Linked DNA regions of Mus musculus: region 2 is linked to region 1. Evidence: chromatin contacts called from public Micro-C data. All regions are on one chromosome and are shown on one strand. Each heading gives the region's core, a stretch centred on a gene start, on an enhancer-like site or on the middle of the called end of the contact. The rest is flanking DNA. Distances are from core to core; before and after follow the strand shown.

Region 1 (4,559 bases), core at 1,988-4,487:
AGGTAACTTAGCCTTGCTTAACTATGCATGCCATTGATCTTTAGACATTGATCACCTTCTTCCACATTAGCATCTTCTAATTAGGATGCACAGTGAAGCAATGTCATTCAACTGACAGCCTGTTCCTTTCTAAAAGTCAATGAAGGTGCAGATTTCAACCACAGGGGTCTTTGGTAAAATTGACTTTTGGGGAATGCTTTTCTATACATCCCCCCACCCCCTTTGGCTGGAGCTCTTTGGCAGACATCAGGTAAGACCCCCCAAATGCCCCGTGTACAAGTCTCCTTGCTAAACAGCTTGGAGCCTTAGAGGGAAACCTGGTATTTTTGTCTTACCCTGCCCTTGGCAGAAGCTGCACTGCAGGGCGGCTCCAGCACGAGTTTTAGAGTCAGATCCAGGATAGAAGTTTGGCTCTGCTAAAAAAATAGCTATGCAACCTTAGATAAATCACCTAACCTTCCTGAATCTTCATTTCCTGTTCTGTTAATGTTGACATATATCATATAGGGTAGGTATTAATATCAAATAGAGTATTATATTTAAACCACACACACACACACCACCACCATTTTTGCTCAATGCTTGGTACACAGAAGGTACAAGTAAATAGTAGCTGTTCTTTTTGTATTTGTTTTTGTTTGTTTGTTTGTTCTTTTGTCTTTCTAGACAAAGTTTCTCTGTGTAGCCCTGGCTTTCCCAGAACTTACTCTGTAGAACAGGCTGGTCTTGAACTCACAGAGATCCGCCTGCCTCTGCCTCCCAAGTGCTGGGATTAAAGGCGTGCATTATCATGTCTGGCTAACAGTAGCTGTTCTTATATACTCTATTGCTTTGAATGTCTCACGTGACTTTTACAACTCGACTTTCACCTTTTCCTAACAGTAAGCCTGCCGGCAGTGTGCTCATCTTACAAGCAAGAACTGAGAGGGGTTCCCAGTGACATCTCCCATCCAGAAGGCTGGGAGTTTTGAGGCTGACAGATGACATATGGAGTCTTGCACATAAAGGTAAGGCTGAGCAAACAACACATCAGCAAGCATGCATGAACACAGCAGGCCCCTGAGTGTCACCATGGCTGCTGAGAACTGTGAAAGTGACCCTGGAGGGACAATGAAAAGGGTAGGTAGCCAAAGATGCATGACTGACAGACAGACAGACAGATAGACAGACTGACTGAGTCTCAGGTCAAGCCAGGCACAGAGGGGTTTGGGTATGAGAAGAGAGCTGAGTGTGTTTGCTCGGCTGTGGCAGTCAGTCAGTGTAAGGAAAGATCAATTGTAAGCATGGCAGTTGATATGTGGCCAGTGTGGCAGGGCCTCAAAGGTCCTTATAGTCAGAGTTAGGCCACAGCCATCATCAGCATGTCACATAGTAGGTCCTCACGTGGTCAGGCAGGAAAGAGAAGACAAAGTGAAGGCATCTGGAGATCAAAAAAGGAGCCAACAGGATATCTACAACAGCACTGAGCTAAGGCTGTGGCGCCCCGCAGACCGGCATTCTCTCAGCTGCCTCTGGGCAAGACGGAAAGCCAGTCCAGAGGAGGAGGGTGCCAGGCCTGGTAGTTGCAGAGGGAAAGATGCGTGAGTCACTCAGGACTGGGGTGTCCCCGGTGCTGTCTGAGGCAGCCCTCCTGTTTGCTCCATGCTACAAAGTCCCATCTTCAAAGTACAGCTTGGATTTCCACAACCTTTCATAGAATTTCAGCTCTTGCCCAGCTCTGTACTCCCATGGTGTGGCGTAGTAGCAGGCACAAAATATGTGTCAAATGAGTATTTCTTGAACTGAACGGAACAGTTGAAGACGTGGAGAAAATGATTGGGAATGGCGGTTGATTTGGAATGCCGGTTCACCGGATGCATCTTCCTTTGTGAGGTGGGAGGAAATGCCTCCGTGAGATCCAACTGTAAGGTATTTTCTCAATTAGTGATCAAGGGGGAAAGGCCCCTTGTGGGTGGGACCATCTCTGGGCTGGTAGTCTCAGTTCTATAAGAGAGCAGGCTGAGCAAGCCAGGGGAAGCAAGCCAGTAAAGAACATCCCTCCATGGCCTCTGCATCAGCTCCTGCTTCCTGACCTGCTTGAGTTCCAGTCCTGACTTCCCTGGTGATGAACAGCAGTATGGAAGTGTAAGCCGAATAAACCCTTTCCTCCCCAACGGCTTCTTGGTCCTGATGTTTGTGCAGGAATAGAAACCCTGACTAAGACAGGGTGAAAGGAGAAATTCACACAACTGGTTTTCTCTTTCTTGGCACAAACACAGGCATGTCCGCACATAATGCAGGCACACGTGTATGCACGCATTCACACCCACCTTCGCCGTGAAGGATCCTGGGTAACCCCCCACCCCACCTCCCGCTGATAATTAATGAGTTCTGAGTTTTCCCTAAGCCTAAGAGTTTCGTAATCTAAATCTGGCCCTACACTGCTGGGATAACTTTCAAGGCTGGCTCTACTGTTTTAACAGGAAAATCGCTGGCAATTTCCACCTGCAGCTGGATAGCAGGCTCACCTGCATGCTTAGCTGTTTACTGCATTTTTTTTTTTCCCTAGTGAAAGTGTGACCCATTAATTTAGCAGCTGCTTTGGGAGGAATATACACAGTACTCAAGAATCCTTGAACCAGAAAGCATCACTCTGCCCAGCCTATCACAGATGGAAATCTCTGCCCCCTGACACAAATCCACTCTGTGATAAAACAGCTACGTGGCAGGCCTGCCCTTCAGAAGATTTCCCCTCGGAGTCAAAACCTGAGGCGGTTGAGGAGACTGAACAAAGGCCTGGCATCTGGAGGTCCATCTGAGTGAAAGGGGCCCAGGAGCTTCAGAGACTCTCCAACCCCCTTTTACAACAACACACTCCTCCTGGTCAGCAACTGTCTCCTCACCATCGGGTTGGGCCTGAGTGTTACCCAGAGCCCAGAGTTTATCACCCAGAATGGTGACTCAAAGGACCAAGCCTCTTAGTTGGAGCTATGGTCAGGTTGCCTTAGGTCTTGGCTGTCCCAGAGGCCGGGCCCACAGGACCCTTCTGCCTGCCCTCTTCTGCCTTCTATGATCCAGTCTCCCTAGCCCTAAGAAGGGCAAGGCCAGACCCCTTGCCTTCCCTTCCAAGGCTCAACATCCTAGGCTCCGCTCTCCTGCCCTGCCTCCCCTCCCCCATCCACACTCTTTCAGGGCATAAGGGACCTTTTCTATTTGCACAGCCTAAAGAAGCTGGTTGCCAAGGTGACAGGAGCAGGAACAGCAGGGAGCTTGCCATGGGGGAGGGGCTTTGCCCCCAAACAGCTGTCAGTGGGAGCAGTCCCAGCTGGGGCAGGAGGGCTTGCCTCTCTGGAGGAAACACCCCCAGGGAAGACACATTCCTCTTTGCTGCCCCTGCCCTCCCCCCGCAAGTCTCAACTGCCCACCTTCCTCCTGGGGCAGCCAGCCAGCTTTAAACAAAAATGCTCCCGTAACAAAACAGACTCTCCTCCAGTATACAGCGCTCTCTCACAAGCACAAGCATGCCTGCTCGGCTCTCCCGCCTTCGCCCCTTCCTCATTGACACACAGTGGGCTGGCTGGGCAGAAGGCCAGCCATCACCTCTGCGCCCGAGGAACTGTGCAGTCTGACAGGTGCTGCTTTGCTCTGTTCCCCCCAACCCCCATCAGGTTGAAAGAATTATTTCGGTCTTTTTTTTTGTTCCACAGGCCCAGAGAGGCCCAGTGGCTCCTAAGCCTCCCCCAGCTGCCTTCCTTTTGGGAGGTGAGAGTCGAGGAGTGGAGAGGCTTATGGAGGGGTGGGGGTTGGAGAGAAAGGAAGAATGGGCCAGACAGTGGGAGGCAGGAACAATGCCAAGCCCACTGATCTGCGTCTCTGGGGAGAGGGTCTTTGTATTCCTTAGCACACAGCTGCTCCACGGAAAGTTCTGTGGGGCCACCAGTCTCATCTGCATCACACCCACACTGTCAGGCTCAGCCCCAGGCTCTCAAGCCTGCTGTGGACCTTTCCGGGGCTCAAGAGCTTAGAGAGGTAGCCATTTGGATCTGCAAATCAACATACAGCCTTAGTTAGAACCCCCAGGTTCTCTGAGCATTGGGCTGGGAAGAGGAGAGGCAAGGAGGCCCCAAGTCACTGTAAGAATTGGGAGTGTCCCTTGGCCTGGTTGAGGGTGCAGAGCTGAGGATATGGGGTGTGGAGTTGGGCCCAGCCCCTCACTGACTACCCGTGATTTTGAGGACTGTATGATGCAAGTTCTTGGGGCGATCTCCCTGGGCCTCAGATTTCCCAACTGCCAAACAGAAAGGGCTCTCTCAGAGACAGAAAAACATGGCATGCACAGGATACAGGCTCTCCAACGAAGGATAGACTGCCTGTGGGTATCTTTCTTCTCTCTGTCCATCTTCTTGGAGATCATAGAGATGCCAGCAGCCTTGGAAGCCACTCAAGACCTGCTTTGCTCTGTTTCAAAATCCTTAGAATTTGGGGCTGGTTTCGATCTAGAGAGAAGCTACACTTTGGTCTGGGCAGGATTGAGATTCCCAAGGTACTGGGCCCTGAGATTGCTCCAGTGATAGAACTTA
Region 2 (4,602 bases), core at 1,722-4,221, 230 kb before region 1:
AGCAGCACCTGTGCTTAACTGCTGAGCCATCTCCTCGGCCCATGTGCCTCCCTTTAAAGGCATTTACCTTTTGGAATAAATACACTGATGGTGGTAGAATGAGATTTTCTGCTTTCTGGGAGAATAAATACGCAAATATGCCCTGTCTTTGTCATGAATTGTACAGTACACCACTCTCACGTCTATCCATGGCAGCCTTACCATCAGAGAACAGGAGATGAGTGTGTGACATGATTGTTGTATATCTGCTGTCTTAAAGAGCTGCCACAGTGGTGGTATATACTTTTAGTCCTGGCACTCAAGAGGCAGAGACAGGGAGATCTCTGAGTTCGAGGCCAGCCTGGTCTACAAAGCCAGGTTCAGGACAGCCAGGGCTACGCAGAGAAACCTTGTCTAAAAAAACCAAACAACAAAAACAAAAAACAAAAAACCCCCAAAGCCAACCAACCAACCAATTAAAAACGAGCTGGCCCACTTATGTTGATACGTCAGTGTATAGTTATGAATTTGCTCCTCATCTGGCTCCCCTGGGGCCTCCTCACCACAACCTTTGGAACTTCACAGGCAGAGATGGAGTTGGTCCAGCACATTGGTGTCCCTGCCAGTAAGATCATCTGTGCCAACCCCTGTAAGCAAGTTGCACAGATCAAGTATGCTGCCAAGCACGGGGTGAGGCTGCTGAGCTTCGACAATGAAGTGGAGCTGGCCAAGGTGGTCAAGAGCCACCCCAGTGCCAAGTAAGCAGAGGGCCACTTACGGAGGGAGGCTGGGCAGCAGGGCGAGGGTAGAGGGGGAAGGAGTGGAGAGCTGGGGAGAGGTCCTCACCCTGGATGCTGCTTGGATGGCATCACACTCCCAGAGGGTAAGGTGGTACTCCTGGGTAGGAGCCAGACCCAGGGCAGACCTGTTATAGCTCTAGGCAGGAAAGGCCCAAAGGATTCCTGAAGATCAGGAAAGATGACATTTGAAGTGGGCCTTGAGGAATGAGTGGAATTTGGGGATGCGTAAACAGCCAAGCAAATATGTGGGTGTTGGTAAACAGCATGGGCTGTCCAAGGGATGCGTGCCAGCGTCATGCTGCTGGAACACCGCGTGCAGTGGGTGAAGGATGCTTTAACGTTGGTCATAGGGGAGGAGCCCAGGGCAAGTAGACTGGGAATGGATGTCTTGCTCTGGCTGTGACTGTTACTAGCCCTCAGGGGTCTGAGGGAATAGTAGGGCGTCCAGGAGCCATTCTGCTTCATCCAAAGCATAGCACCCCTCATGTTTGAGGGTTCCCCTTAGGAATTTTTTTTTTTTTGGACATGTGGTTCCCTCTTGTGTGATATCTGAAGACTTAGGAAACCTGCCTGGTATGGAGTTGAATGAGAAGACCTGAGCCGCCTGGGTTGATGAGGTTGGGACCCAGCAAGTGCCTCAGAAGTCGATTGGTAGTGCAGGGTGATCTAGAAAGGCTGTGCGCTCAGTGGCCTCTCAGCTAAGGTGGTTCCTGGAGTCCAAAGAGGAGCAGCTGGGCGTGGCAGCGGGCGGAGTCCAAAGAAAGAGCAGCTGGGCGTGGCAGTGGGCGGGGGATAGGGTGCTCACTCAGCAGGATTGCCTCCGTTCTCCACAGGATGGTTCTGTGCATTGCTACCCAGGACTCCCACTCTCTGAATCACCTGAGCCTGAGGTTTGGGGCGTCGCTGAAATCCTGCAGACATCTGCTCGAGAACGCCAAGAAGAGCCACGTGGAGGTGGTGGGTGTGAGGTGTGCAATGGGAACCAGGCACCCTGCCCAGGCCAGACTCACTACCCTTTCTCCCAGGAATTATTTGTGGACATCCTGGGCCTTCCGCTGGGCCTGCAGTTTTGCCACCAGAGAGTGTCCTTTCTTTAGAAGGAAGGTTTATTGGCATTTCTTTCCAGAGCTCCATAGTCCCCAGAAGGTCTCATCTCAGGAGGTTTTTCCCACGGACGTGGCTTTGAGGTAGTTCTGCATGCCTATAAGCCGGAGACCATAGCCATGCTCTGGAGATGTCTCTGTCCGTGCAGAGATGGGGCCACATCTCTAGTTTCCTTTATTCTGTACTTCAGGTTCAATGCCCAGTGCCTGATGCCTTGAACAGTAAGGACTTTTGTCCCCAGCCTGTAGATGGCAAGACATAAACAAAGCAAGCCTAGTGACTTGCCCTGGCCACATGATACCTTGGGACTCCAGCCCTTATCCCCAAAAGGTTTCTCTCCAGAGAGGCATGGAGAGATGGGAGAAGTGCCACCTTTCTGTTCCTAGCTTCCCACGTGGCCCTCTGTAGCCTATGGTCCCAGGCCTCAGTGGTTGCATCTGTAACGTGGGGCTACCTGGACCTTGTATGTAAGCCAAGGCTCTTCCTCCTTTCCCAGTTTTCACATTGGCAGTGGCTGTCCTGACCCTCAGGCCTATGCCCAGTCCATCGCGGATGCTAGGCTGGTGTTTCAGATGGGCGAGGAGCTGGGCCACACGATGAACATCCTGGACCTTGGCGGCGGCTTTCCTGGCTTAGAGGGAGCCAAAGTGAGATTTGAAGAGGTAATGTGTGGTCAAGCGTGGCCTGATGGTTATTCTGTGGTAGGGTATAACAATCCCACTGTGCATACCTTTGGCCCGACTGTCAACACCTTGGGCTTGGTGGATTTTATTGATATTTATTAATCCTGTGCTGTGGCTCAGCTGGGCTCATGGTCTGTGTCATTTCCCAAGCCCGCAGCTGAGCTGGCTGTACCCCAGCTCTGCTTGACTCCCATGCACTTAGCTAGCTAGTTAGAGGCCCAGCCAAGGTAATTTACCTTCCATGAACTCTACAGTGGTCTGAATATGTGTGTCTAATTTACCCTCCAATGGGCTGGTAAGAAACCTGGTGGGAAGGGCACGTGAGGAAAACCAACCTTTGTTTTGCTCCCCTTGTATCCAACATAAATGTGTTGTCGTGATTCCCATTCTGACCCCTAGGGGGCGCATCTCCCTCGTAGTGCATTACTTATGGAGTCTGGACTGTACCAAGTGGCCAGGAGAAGGCCCCAGATGTCCCAGGAATTAGCCTCGAAGTTGACAATTGTGGCCTTGCTAGACATAGCAGAAGTCTAGTAGACTTCCCAGGGCTCAGACTGGCTGGGTATGATGAGAACATTCATGTGGGTAGGACATTCAGAATCCATTGAGTGCACCAGGCTATAAAAATACACATGTGCTGGGGGTGGCATTACACGTTTATAATCCCAGCACCTGGGAGGTGGATGTAGGAGGTCAGGAGTTCAAGGCCAGCCTGGGCTACAATAACTAACCTAATAAGACAAAACAAAACAACGCTAAAAAACTCCAAGCCCACACAACTCAATTGTATTTATAATTAAAAGTAGTGTTTGCATAAGAATGAAAGTCAGCGACCAGGTTCACCCACCCTGATGGCAGATCTAGCTTTGCACACTTGCCTTTTTTTTCCCCTTGGAATCTGACCTACTGTGTAACATGCGAGTTGTTTATGCCCAGGAACCTGGAATCTGAGCACCGAGCATTATGGGAAAGAATACCCCATTCTATGTGGGATTATCTGGACGAATGAGCTATATGACGTCCTCACTCCAGCTCCGCCCCAGCCCAGCCTCCCCCTTCCTGGCTAGCTGTCACCCAGCTACCAGGTGGGACCTTTCCACTGCCGAATTCTTCCCGAAATCTCATGGTCCCGCACGCTGCTCTTCTCTCCAGATGGCCTCAGTAATTAACTCAGCCTTGGACCTGTACTTCCCTGAGGGCTGCGGTGTGGACATCCTTGCTGAGCTGGGACGCTACTACGTGACGTCTGCCTTCACTGTGGCTGTCAGCATCGTCGCCAAGAGGGAGGTTCTGGACCAGGCCAGCAGGGAAGGTGGGTGTGGTGCCAGATGGGCGTGGCCGGCTAAGCAGGGGTGGGGCCTTCTGGAGAATGGGTATTTTCTCTAGGGAAAGTTGCAGTCAGTTCCCCTCACCCCAAAGACAATTTTATCTCGTTATCCCAGTGGTTCTCAACCTCCCTAATGCTGAGACTCTTTAATACAGTTTCTCGTGTTGTGGTAACCCCCAACCATAAAATTATTTCCATTGCTACTTCACAGATGTAATTTTCCTATTGTTATAACTCATAATGTAAGTATGTGATATTTCCTATGGTCTTAGGAGACCCCTGTGAAAAGGTCATTTGATCCCCCAAGGGGGTCTTGAGTGACAGGTTGAGAACGGCTGTGAGAAATGGAATCAAAGAGAATGTAAATGAAGAGGCTAATGGTTGGCTAGAGCTGAGCTTCCCTCTGACCCCATGTCTGCCTCCGCTCATCCTTTCTCATAACCTCATGAGGACAGATTTGTTGACACAGGACAGCGCATAGTCAGGGACAGGTTAAGTCATCAGGTCCGGGCACAGGACTGATATAGAACAGTGCTGAAGTTCAAGTTCAGCCCAGGCTGACTCGGAGCTCACGTGCCCACACCACTGGCATCAGGTGATGCAGAACTCACGTGCCCACACCACGGGCATCAGTGATTTCTTTGCCCTTCCATGTCAGAGCCCCATGAGTGGCCGGGGTCAGTGAATCTGATTTTGGGCCTTGCCCTCT

What was found. Hi-C and Micro-C count contacts between places; a contact is called where the count stands out from the background.
Region 2: a contact with region 1 is called in a Micro-C map of embryonic stem cells, with 3 times the contacts expected there. The contact joins two enhancer-like sites. A contact is called at or near these places in 5 of 39 promoter capture datasets (the C10 cell line, the HPC-7 cell line, cranial neural crest and 2 more), 4 of 15 datasets of contacts at CTCF or cohesin (the G1E-ER4 cell line, embryonic stem cells, pro-B cells and 1 more), 52 of 484 Hi-C or Micro-C datasets (the 63-12 cell line, the AML12 cell line, B cells and 23 more), 9 of 115 datasets of contacts at active chromatin or transcription factors (the 230-238 cell line, the SCID.adh cell line, embryonic hindbrain and 4 more) and 2 of 9 other capture datasets (embryonic stem cells and embryonic trunk).

Annotation. Positions count from the first base shown.
Region 1 is chr4:128,714,704-128,719,262 of GRCm38.p6, reverse strand. All of the region lies in intron 7 of Phc2 (polyhomeotic 2), which reads right to left. Gm33712 (a long non-coding RNA gene) reads left to right here. Exons shown (of 3, transcript XR_003955114.1): 3 at 1-687. Among named protein-coding and RNA genes, the nearest start is that of Gm33712, 11 kb to the left of the region's middle. RefSeq lists an enhancer at 2,248-4,559. Within about 2 kb of position 3,237, at least 118 of the 459 cell types and tissues checked have an H3K27ac peak or open chromatin away from gene starts, as enhancers often do. A contact at or near this core is called in the N1E-115 cell line, differentiating embryonic stem cells and embryonic stem cells, where this site is marked.
Region 2 is chr4:128,946,735-128,951,336 of GRCm38.p6, reverse strand. It overlaps Azin2 (antizyme inhibitor 2), which reads left to right. Exons shown (of 11, transcript NM_172875.4): 5 at 565-737; 6 at 1,613-1,747; 7 at 2,380-2,545; 8 at 3,719-3,878. Among named protein-coding and RNA genes, the nearest start is that of Gm15904, 13 kb to the right of the region's middle. Within about 2 kb of position 2,971, at least 34 of the 459 cell types and tissues checked have an H3K27ac peak or open chromatin away from gene starts, as enhancers often do. A contact at or near this core is called in the N1E-115 cell line, differentiating embryonic stem cells and embryonic stem cells, where this site is marked.